Regions from separate parts of the Mus musculus genome. Here region 2 is linked to region 1. The links are chromatin contacts, called in public Hi-C maps. All regions are on one chromosome and are shown on one strand. Each heading gives the region's core, a stretch centred on a gene start, on an enhancer-like site or on the middle of the called end of the contact. The rest is flanking DNA. Distances are from core to core; before and after follow the strand shown. Region 1 holds the start of Rpl37 (ribosomal protein L37). Region 2 holds the start of Nadk2 (NAD kinase 2, mitochondrial).

Region 1 (4,788 bases), core at 912-3,411:
CCCACAGGAACTATGAAGGAAGAAGCGTAGGATCCCAGAGCAATCATATAACCGAACTCTGAACCGATGTTAAAGTACCTTAGATCACCACAGAATTTTTGAAAGCAGAACATTTATTTTATGACTGATTGAAATCCTTAAGAAGAACTGGATGCTGCGACAGCTGCCCTCTTGGGTTTCGGCGTTGTTCCCTCACGGAATCCATGTCTGTGCCATGTTAAAGATAAGAAAAAAAGTTAAAGCAGCAATATCAAACATTGCCTCCAAATTGATCAAGCAGACCGTAATGAGCTTATCTCAGTTAAATGCTGAAATCATTATAGCAGTCATATGTTCAGACATTTATTTTTTAGGACATCATTGATAAGCTATTAGTTTACCCTAATCAAGACACCCACATTACATTAAAGTTAACTGTCTCAACAATTTTGGGCTCATTTTCCCTATTTCCACAAGAACTAAAGTATTTATGAAGCTATTCCTTAAGCTATAAAGGACAGGTCCTGGCACCTTTCCTTTAGTAACAGGAAACACTGACCAAGCTTAACAGGATCTTGAAGCTGCTCAACTCAGAAGTCTAAATGTTAAGTAGCACTCATTTCTACTCAATACTACATAGGAAGATGAGTGATTCTAAGCACATAAAGGTTAATCAGGCTCAAAACATGCCACTAGCCTATCAAACACTAGCAAGCCACTACACATCAAGTTCACAAAACTGGACTGAGTTTAAAACAGAGACAAACACAAAAGCACCTGTCAAAGCACAGACCCCACAGGAAAGTCTAAGAGGGGGGCTGGGGATTCTGTACTTTTAAGGAACATCAAGGCCTAGCCTCCAGTAAAAAGATACCCATCTATGTTATGACTGGCACCCAGAACAGCTTAGCAGACTTGAGCAAAGTCTGGAGGCAGATCCAAGTAAGCTGCCCCCCAGATCCCACTCATAGTCTTGACAAATGTGGGCGTCTCAGGCCCACACCAAACCCCAGTATCATTCCTACCCTTCAGTAAGAGTGCAAAGTTTCATCCTACCCTGGAGGACCAATGACATTTAGCCAAAACTGTACCTGAATCTGCGGTAGACAATCTTTAGGTGCCTCATCCGACCAGTCCCGGTAGTGTTTCGTCTCTTAGCCTTGGCACTCCAGTTATCTAATAAAAAAAATAGGATTCCAAATGGTTTTCCCAAGCACCCAGTGTCAGCCCATTTTCTCAGTAGTGTCATTACTATGTTTTAACCACTCAGCCAACAAACCAACCTCCAAAGTTGTTGCGTGCCAAATGTGTTTTCTATTACATCGCTACCTCAGGTCAAGGTAAAAGCCCGCCTGCGGATTACAGTACTTACACTTCCTCTTGCGCTTGGCAGGGTAGCCACACTTGCCACAAGTCGACTTCTGAAGGTGGTAGGCCTTGGAGCCACAGCGGCGGCACAGCGTGTGCGTCTTGTTGCGACGCTTACCAAAGGATGACGTTCCCTTCGTCTGCACATTAAAAGAAAAAGCAGGAAAAAAAACCCCACATATAAGCAACTCTGAAATCTGACTTCTCAATGTACTCTGGCATTTTCTTAGCAATGAGTATGGATGAGACGTAAACAAGATCCACACGGGACAAAACGGTGTAAAGATTTAAATCTTAGCACACAGGTAGGGTAGGTAGGAAGCACTACCGGCTATCCACACGACCATTATAATGCCTTACTCTGCGCGGACCTAAGCCTCCTTGGCTTTAGGCGTTAAGGACAACATTCTGCCCGTCTCTCAGTCGCGGTACTGCCCACCAAGCAGCCGGTTTCTCGGCGGCTGGGGACAGATGTCCCCAAGCCTGTCCTGATCACCCACCCGGGGCTGCAGTGCGTACGTCTCCTCCAAAGCCCAGAGAGACCCACAGCGGCGCTAGGACCGTGGGCCGGGCTCTGCACACAGCAGCCATCCTTCCAGTTCCTGCGGACCACAGCACGCCGTCTCCTCGCCCATCAGCTCCCCTCACTCGCAACCTTGTCACCGACGCGCCGGGCAACAGGCAGGACAGCCCGAGGAAGAAGGATGGAGAGAGATTTACAGAGCCCAGAAACCACACTCACCATCTTGCTTCTACCGGCGAGGCCAAAGAGACCGGAAGAGAAAGCACCCCCGCCACTTCCTGTGGATAAGCTTCCGCCCAGGAAACTACTTCCGGCGGGTCTTGGTGCAGCCCTATCAGGCCTCGGGTGCGGAGGTGTAGTCTCCCGGGCGAGAGAGCCAGGGAGCCGATTGGGCTGCAACACCGGTAGGGGGCGTGCCTGGCGCTGTGGCTCCGCCCTCCCCAGCGGCCCGCCTCCTGGTTGGAGAGGGTTTCTGGCGGTGTCGGGGCTGCTGCGGTGTTGGCAGTCCGTCTGGTTTCCGGTCCCGGGGCTCGAGGGGAGTCAGACACCCAGTGCGTGGCGGCGCCCCTGGCGGTTGTGCAGTGCTGGGACTGGGATCCCGATCCGGGAAAGCCAGCCTTCCCAGGTTCGTTTTGATGTGGCCGCTCGCTTGCCTGTATGGAGAGTTGGTGAGAGGATGGAGTCACGAAGTGTCTCGGCGAGGGTAGGAGCTTAGTTAGCTTCTGACTCGGGCCGACTCGATTTCACGCGGTGGTCATTCAGAGGCCAGTTGTTTGATCGCACTCAAGGAATCACACGCGGAACTTGTTAAATAACAGCTTCCAGCCAGCGCGCCGCCACCAGGAAATCTGACCCTTTTAGACTTGAGTACAGTTTGCAAGTCTGTACTGTATAAAACACTTTCCTAGATCATTTTGAAATAAGTAACCCTAGACATCCTTGATTAGCGCTAATGCAACTGTCTGTCCGCAATCCCAGTAGGAAACATGGAGAATATAGTACGAACATTGATGAATTGGGGAAAAGTCTCAGTCATACCATCTACATACTTTCTAAAACAAATGTGAGAATCGCTAGTCTATCACATTCAAAAATCTTAAGATAGTGGACAGCAGAACAAAGCAAACACCAAGGAAGCTTTTTGTTTTGTTTTGTTTTTTGTTAGCAAATCGTACCAATTTCTTCTAGGGGAGGGGAGTAGAAAGAAAAATGTATAATCCTTTCCACTCAGAAGTAGTAAACTGAAATCAGAGGAGGGAGGAGATAGGGCACACGGGAGAGAAAGCAAACAAGCATTCAAATGGTTGAACTGGACTATAAATAAGTCTTAGGAGACTGGGTGGCAAATTGCTATAAATTTAGTAGCATGAAGCAACACAGATTTAGTCAACGGGTGTAAACTTTCAGTTATGGGAAATAAATTCTAGGGTCCTCTTGCATTACTGTACCTACAGATAACAAAATTGTATCGCACACTTAAAATTGTATGGCCTCTGCCTCCCAAGTGCTGGGATTAAAGGCGAGCGCCACCACTGCCGGCCTCATTCACAGTTCTGCTGGGAAGCACAAGTGAGGCTTGGTTTGACTAAAATTGAAATGTAGTGCTGAGGTGTAGCTCTGCTCAGTCGCTGTTTAATTGCTGTCTTTCACCTTGCAGGCCAGTAATAACCTACCTTACGTTGTAGTACAGTTTTCTGTGTTCTTCTACTTTTAAGACCGCTTGTTACTACATTCACCCCACCTAGATAATTTCTCCATCTCAAGGTTAACTAACCTGAAACCTTAGTGCTCTCTGCCACCTCAGGATTTATCACGTCACTGGATGCTCTCGCTTGGAGTACTAAACAGCTCTTTTGGGATGGGGTCATGGAGTTGTGTCTACAGCATTGACTATGAAAAATGACATTAGTGAAGAAAGGGTAGGCTGGGCGTTAAACCACCAAGGAGCCCACCCTCAGAGGCAGGATGTCACTGACCTTATCCAAAGACGTGCCTACAGCTGAAGTTATCAGACAGTGAAATCATTTTTTCTCTCTAAAGTGAGTTTGTTCTTTGTGGTGTGCAGGAAATCCGCACATCGGTTTTTGTCCTGAAATTTATGCTCCAGAGCCTTGTAGGAAGCCCTTCAAGTTTCCAGGCTTCTACCCAACTGCTAGGTTTAGGTAGGTCCGCAGCGGCGGCGGGAGCGTGTCCACAGCGGCGGGACATTATTTTTTCTTTTCTGTTCTTTACATTTTTAAGACAGGGTTTGTGTTGCCCAGGCTGATCTCAAACTCTTGAGGCCAAGTGATCCTCCTGCCTCAGCCTCCCAGGTGCTGGCAGGTAGTGTTAAGGTACGGCACCGAGTTTGGCAGCTTCTGAAACTGAGTGGGCCATTTTTGTTTTGTTCCTTGGCTGGCCTGGAACTAGCTATGAAGACTGGGCTAGTGGAGAGCTCACAGAGGTCCTTCTGCCTCGGCTTCTGGAGCCATGGGATAAAGGAGAGTGCCACCACACCCAATGTCAGATAAAGGATTTTTTTTTTTTAAGATTTATTATGTATTATGAGTACACTGTAGCTGTCTTCAGACACAGCAGAAGAGGGCATCAAGTCCCATTATAGATGGTTGTGAGCCACCATGTGCTTGCTGGGAATTGAACTCAGGACCTCTGGAAACAGCCACTGCTCTTAACCACTGAGCCATCTCTCCAGCCCCAGGTGAAGACTCTTTAGCCCAGTACACTCTCTATAATTTTTCTTTTTTGGCAGCTATAGAGACCAGGTTAATTGTATATCCTATTCTTCCCTCCCTTCTCTCCCTTCTCCTCCCCTTCCCTCCCCCTCCCTCCCTTCCTCTTTTCTCCCCCTTCCCCTTCTCTCTCTTCCCTCCCTCCTCTCCCCTCCCTCCCCCTCCTCCCCTTATCTCCCTCCCCCTCCT
Region 2 (4,788 bases), core at 654-3,153, 4.0 Mb before region 1:
AAAAAAAGCACAAAGGATATCAGTCAATCCAACCAGGGAGAGCCTTGCGTCCTGGCGTTCAATCCCACCCTCTGTGGGGTAGAGCTGAGAGTCCCGGTTCACTTCTGTTGGTTTGCTTTTTCTTGTGTGTACTATTTTAAATCCAGAGACGCTCAGATAAAATTGTGTGAGACTAAGCATACATGATATTTCACAATTTCTAAAAGGTGAACCTTGCAGAGTCGGGCATGTAACCAAAAGGACACGCCTCTTTTTCCAAAATAGAAACAAAGTACTCTCATCTAGCCCACAATCCCCCCCACTTCATTGCATTCATTTCACTCAACTACACAAACTACGCCAGCCAAACGGCTGATACTCTACTAAAGACTGCAAATGTTTTCTAGAAATACTTTCAAACACTTGGGGGAAAGAGAAAAATTTGCACTGATTTCTACCTTGTCAACTTGCCAAACAATACTGACAAGATGCAGCAGCTAGGCAAGGATTTACAATTTGTTTCCCCTGTGTCTAAAATAAAAATGTGAAGGTAAGGGCATCATTTTAGAACAGCCAGCCTACTTATTCTTGTACATAACTTAGTAATGCTTATATACAATTCAGTCTAAAGCCTTCGGGTGTCTGGAGTCAACAATTACAGGCATAACTGTGGGGGGGGGGGTTCCTAAATAAATTGCTAACAGCCCATTTCCCAAAAGTTACTGGGTAGCACAAAATCAATTTTTTTTTTCAAAAATGGGGAAGCTCGAACTCTGGGTTTAATCCTTCCCACACACACACACGCATGGCATACCTGGCAACGCTATTAGTAAATACACCAAACACGGTGTATGGCGGAGGCCCTGTTACTTCAGGGTTCATGCCTTCTCCCCATTAGCCGGCATACTTGTTCCTTTTCTGACCTTCCAACACAAAAACCCATCTCGGGTCAGCTTTCCTGCCTCGCTGTCCCAGGTGCTTGCTTTTCAAGCAGTAAGAGACCCTGAAGGGACAGGCGACCACAATCCAGCAGGGCTTTCCCTGGCCAGGCCTCTGTCCCCAGGCGAGAAGGGGGTGTGACCGCGGCACTTCGGCCCTCTCTCCGCCACCAGTGGCTGTGCTGGAGAATTTCCTTTCTCCCGGTGGTCTGGGGAGAGGTCCCCAGGACAAACAGGGCGAACAACCCTCATCTTCTCAGCGATGGGAGTCCGTGCTACCGAGGCGGGGGCGAGGACACACGTGGCTTCCCAAGTCCCGGTCCCAGGAGCCCCCTCTAAGGCAGGCTCAGGGCGCCCCAGTCCCATGCCCGAGGGGCCCCACAGGCAATCGGAGGAAGGTTGTCGGGCTTTGGGGGTGTCCTGTGGCCCGTCGCCCCCCACCCCCACCCCGAGTACCGGCCGTCCCCCGCCAGGACCCACCAGCTGCTTCAGGTCCTCCTCCGAGAGCTCCGCGTAGCGGTACCGCTGCTGCTCGAACTCGTAGCGGGTGGTTTTCGCCACCACCACCACCCGCGAGGGGCGGAAGCCGCCGTCGGCGGGGCTACCACCGCCCGCCAGCTCGCGCGGCTGCCCGTGCCCCAAGTGCCGCCGGCCGTCCGCGCCCGAGCCCGAACCCCGCAGAGCCGCGCGGCCACCCGCCACGCGCCGGCAGCTGCCCAGCAGGAAGCCCCGGTAGCAAGTCATGATCCGCGGGGCCGCGGGTGCAGGCTCGCGCTCCCTGCCGCCAGCACCGCGCCGGCCGCGCACAGGTTAAGTGCGGGGACGTGCGTGGAACGCGCCGGGGGGGGGGGGGACGTGCCCAGACGCACGCGAGGGCGGAGAGGCCCCGGGAGGCCCCGGGAGGCGGGGATCCGGGCTGGCCCCCGGGCAGTGGGTTTTATTTGTTTGTTTATCCGTTTTCTTGGGCGCCTGCGCAGTGGCCTCTCGGCCCGGCCCCACCTCCCTCTTCACCCTTTCAGGGAGGCCGCTCTAAGCCCGCCCCCGGGCCAGATCTGTCAGCTAATCAGAGGTCGGGAAGGTTTGGGAGCCCGAGGGGCTGCGGGGATTGGCTGGGGCTGGGAAAGGGACGAAATTCTATTTGGCTTTCGAGCTGCCCGAAGAAATCCAGTTGGAACTGGTCTGGGCGGCGTTGGGGGTGCAGGCGGAGTTTTGAGCGCCTGGCGGGAAAGCAAGTTTCTTGCGCATCTTCCTCTAGTTGCTTTCATTTTTGCTTGCTTTCTGGGTAGTTGGTCATGCTCGTCTAGGGTAAATTTTAACCAGTGTCTGCTGGATGGCTGATGTGGCCGTCGCTGGAGTAAGAGCTGGGGGCGGTGACCTCGCTCCAAACGGCTTCGTTTTGCAGGGCCTGATGGCAAATAAAGATGCCGAGCCCTTTATTAGAGAGGAATTAGAGCTAACCGAGAAGGATCACAGAGCATTAGCCCGAGCTCCGGTGACCACCAAAAGACCACCAGCCTAGAGAGGCAGTGCTGTCAGGGAGAAAGGAGGAGGATAATGAGGGAAGGAGTCTTGTCTAGTCCTGTGTGTCTGTCTAGACCGCGAGATAAGGTTGGAAAGCTGTGTAGGACCAGACTGAAGGGTTAAAAATGTTTTGCACTTTATCCTGTAGGCAAGCTCAGAGCAGTGTTTGATGATTATTGATCTGACTTTGGAATGTTGGGTAGGTAGTCCTTGAAGCTAGAGCAAGGGAAGTTACTGAGTCTGTGGGAACAGTTACACAACCATAGAGATGTAGGCTGATTAAGAATAAAAGGGAAAGCTACAATGAAGGGAAAGTCATAAGACAGGGTAGGTGGCCACTGCCCTGAGGTCCTTGCTGTGGCGTCCTTTCCTTTGCGATCCTGGCACTCCCAGTAAGTGGCCTCTGGATTCCGGGCATGCTATTTCATGTTTGTGACACTCAGATGCCTCTGTGATATCGAACCTGTTTTCTCTTTCACGTCACAGAAAACTACACTTTTGACTCCCACTTCTAGCTGGAAACATCTCAATGGGATATCCTAGTCAAATCTTATTTTGGATCCTTTCTTCTGCCTCTTCCAAAACATTGCTTCATTACACCATCCTCTCGGATGTGTCTTGAATTCTCTCAGGAAAACCCCTGCTGGGTTTTCCACTTCAGTCCTTAAGATTCCCATGTCTAGGACATTTAAAACTTTAAAGATTGAAAGAGCCTTCTACACCCCAGTTGTTTACCTGTTCCCTAACTCCCACTTACTGATATATTCAGCGGTTCTCAACCTCTGGGTCATATATCCGATGTATGTATATCCGATATGTTCATTATGTTTCATCACAGTAGCAAACTTACAATTCTTTTTTTTTTTTTTTTTTTTGGTATCATAACCAATTTCTCACTATTCTTTTTTTTTTAACTTAGGAGTAAGTTTTTTTTGTTGTTTTGTTTTTATTTTTTATTGGCTATTTTCTTCATTTACATTTCAAATGCTATCCCAAAAGTCCCCCTATACCCTCCTCCCTCCCCCTGCCCTGATCCCCTACCCACCCATTCCCACTTCTTGGCGCTGGCTTTCCCCTGTACTGGGGCATATAAAGTTTGCTAGACCGAGGGTGCTCTCTTCCTAATGATGGCCAAGTAACTATGGTTGGGGGTCACCACAACATGAGGAACTGTATTAAAGGGTTGCAGCGTTAAGAAGGTGGAGAACCACTGATACAGGTTCAGGACAGAATAATCGGTTCATTCTTGCAGCCAACCTTTTTTGGGGGTGGGAAACAGGGCAGGCTGGGGGCGGTCAGTTGAGGGAACTGCCAAGGGTTTCATCTCCTTCCTGTGCTTACTTAGCCACTATTTGCAAAGTTACCAAATGAGCAGGTGGCTGTTCAGAAGAGCCCATTTAACTCTTAAACCACTGGGGTTTGTGAAGCGCAGAAGTGCCTCCATTCTTTCTGTTGCTGCATGCCAGCAGTCCCTAATGGCATTCCTTCTTCCTTTCAGTCCCCCTCTTTCTAGACCCTTCTCTTGGATGTAGCTCCTGCCCTTGTCTCCTCTAGCCTTCTCCCTGGTCATTTTCCACCCCTACTCCACTCTCTGTTGTGTAATGAAGAGTTTGGGCTTTGAAGGACTGTATCAAATCGCAACTTTGCTGTGTATTTACTTTGTGAACCTTGAACTGGTTGCCTAACCTTTCTGAGCCGATTGTCTTATTTATCAACAGTAGCTACCTTGTAAAGTTGTACGGAAATGGATAAATACCTAACCCTGTGTCCACTGTAAATTAGACCCGAGACTTATTAGCTCCCTTTGCCTTAAATGACTTCAGCTATTACCAACATCTTTAGCTCATACCGTTCTTCTGAACTTCAAATCTTTATTTATAGCTTACTATATAGGATGATGTCACTTCAGTTCAAATGTACATGTTGTCAGTGGACACAAAATTCTATTTGAGTAGAACATCCTATCAGGTGCTAGAAATTGAATGATAAGAGGTCAAACAATAGTAGAATTTTAGAGTGCTTTATAAGAATTAAGAGGAGCACATTTAGAAGAATGCCCTAAAGTAACAGTAAAATAGTAGAGCCATCAAGAATGAGAAAGGGTTTCTGCAGAAGAAGTAACATAAACAAATGTGTCGAGACCCAGTGGCGAAGCAACTTAGAATTCCTTGTGAACTGTGAGCAGTAGACAACACTGGGAGGCGATGGGGAAAGCTAATGCCAAGTGTTATGACCACACCAAGGAGCTTGGCTTTTATGCGATATATACTAGAAAGCAGCAAAGATGGCATAATTAGCTTTGCAAAGTCATTAAAAGATTTCTTAAAAGACATGCAATAAATAAACCCCT

The links. Hi-C and Micro-C count contacts between places; a contact is called where the count stands out from the background.
Region 2: a contact with region 1 is called in a Hi-C map of B cells, with 5 read pairs. The contact joins the promoter of Nadk2 here to the promoter of Rpl37 in region 1. A contact is called at or near these places in 1 of 39 promoter capture datasets (cranial neural crest) and 1 of 484 Hi-C or Micro-C datasets (B cells).

Annotation. Positions count from the first base shown.
Region 1 is chr15:5,113,986-5,118,773 of GRCm38.p6, reverse strand. Rpl37 (ribosomal protein L37) reads right to left here and starts at 2,161. Exons shown (of 4, transcript NM_026069.3): 1 at 2,090-2,161; 2 at 1,352-1,487; 3 at 1,071-1,155; 4 at 1-207. The coding sequence starts at 2,092. The coding sequence ends at 138. It overlaps Snord72 (small nucleolar RNA, C/D box 72), which reads right to left and starts at 353; the gene lies at 294-353. It also overlaps a transcript of Card6 not described here.
Region 2 is chr15:9,068,375-9,073,162 of GRCm38.p6, reverse strand. Nadk2 (NAD kinase 2, mitochondrial) reads right to left here and starts at 1,903. Exons shown (of 13, transcript NM_001040395.4): 1 at 1,398-1,903. The coding sequence starts at 1,661.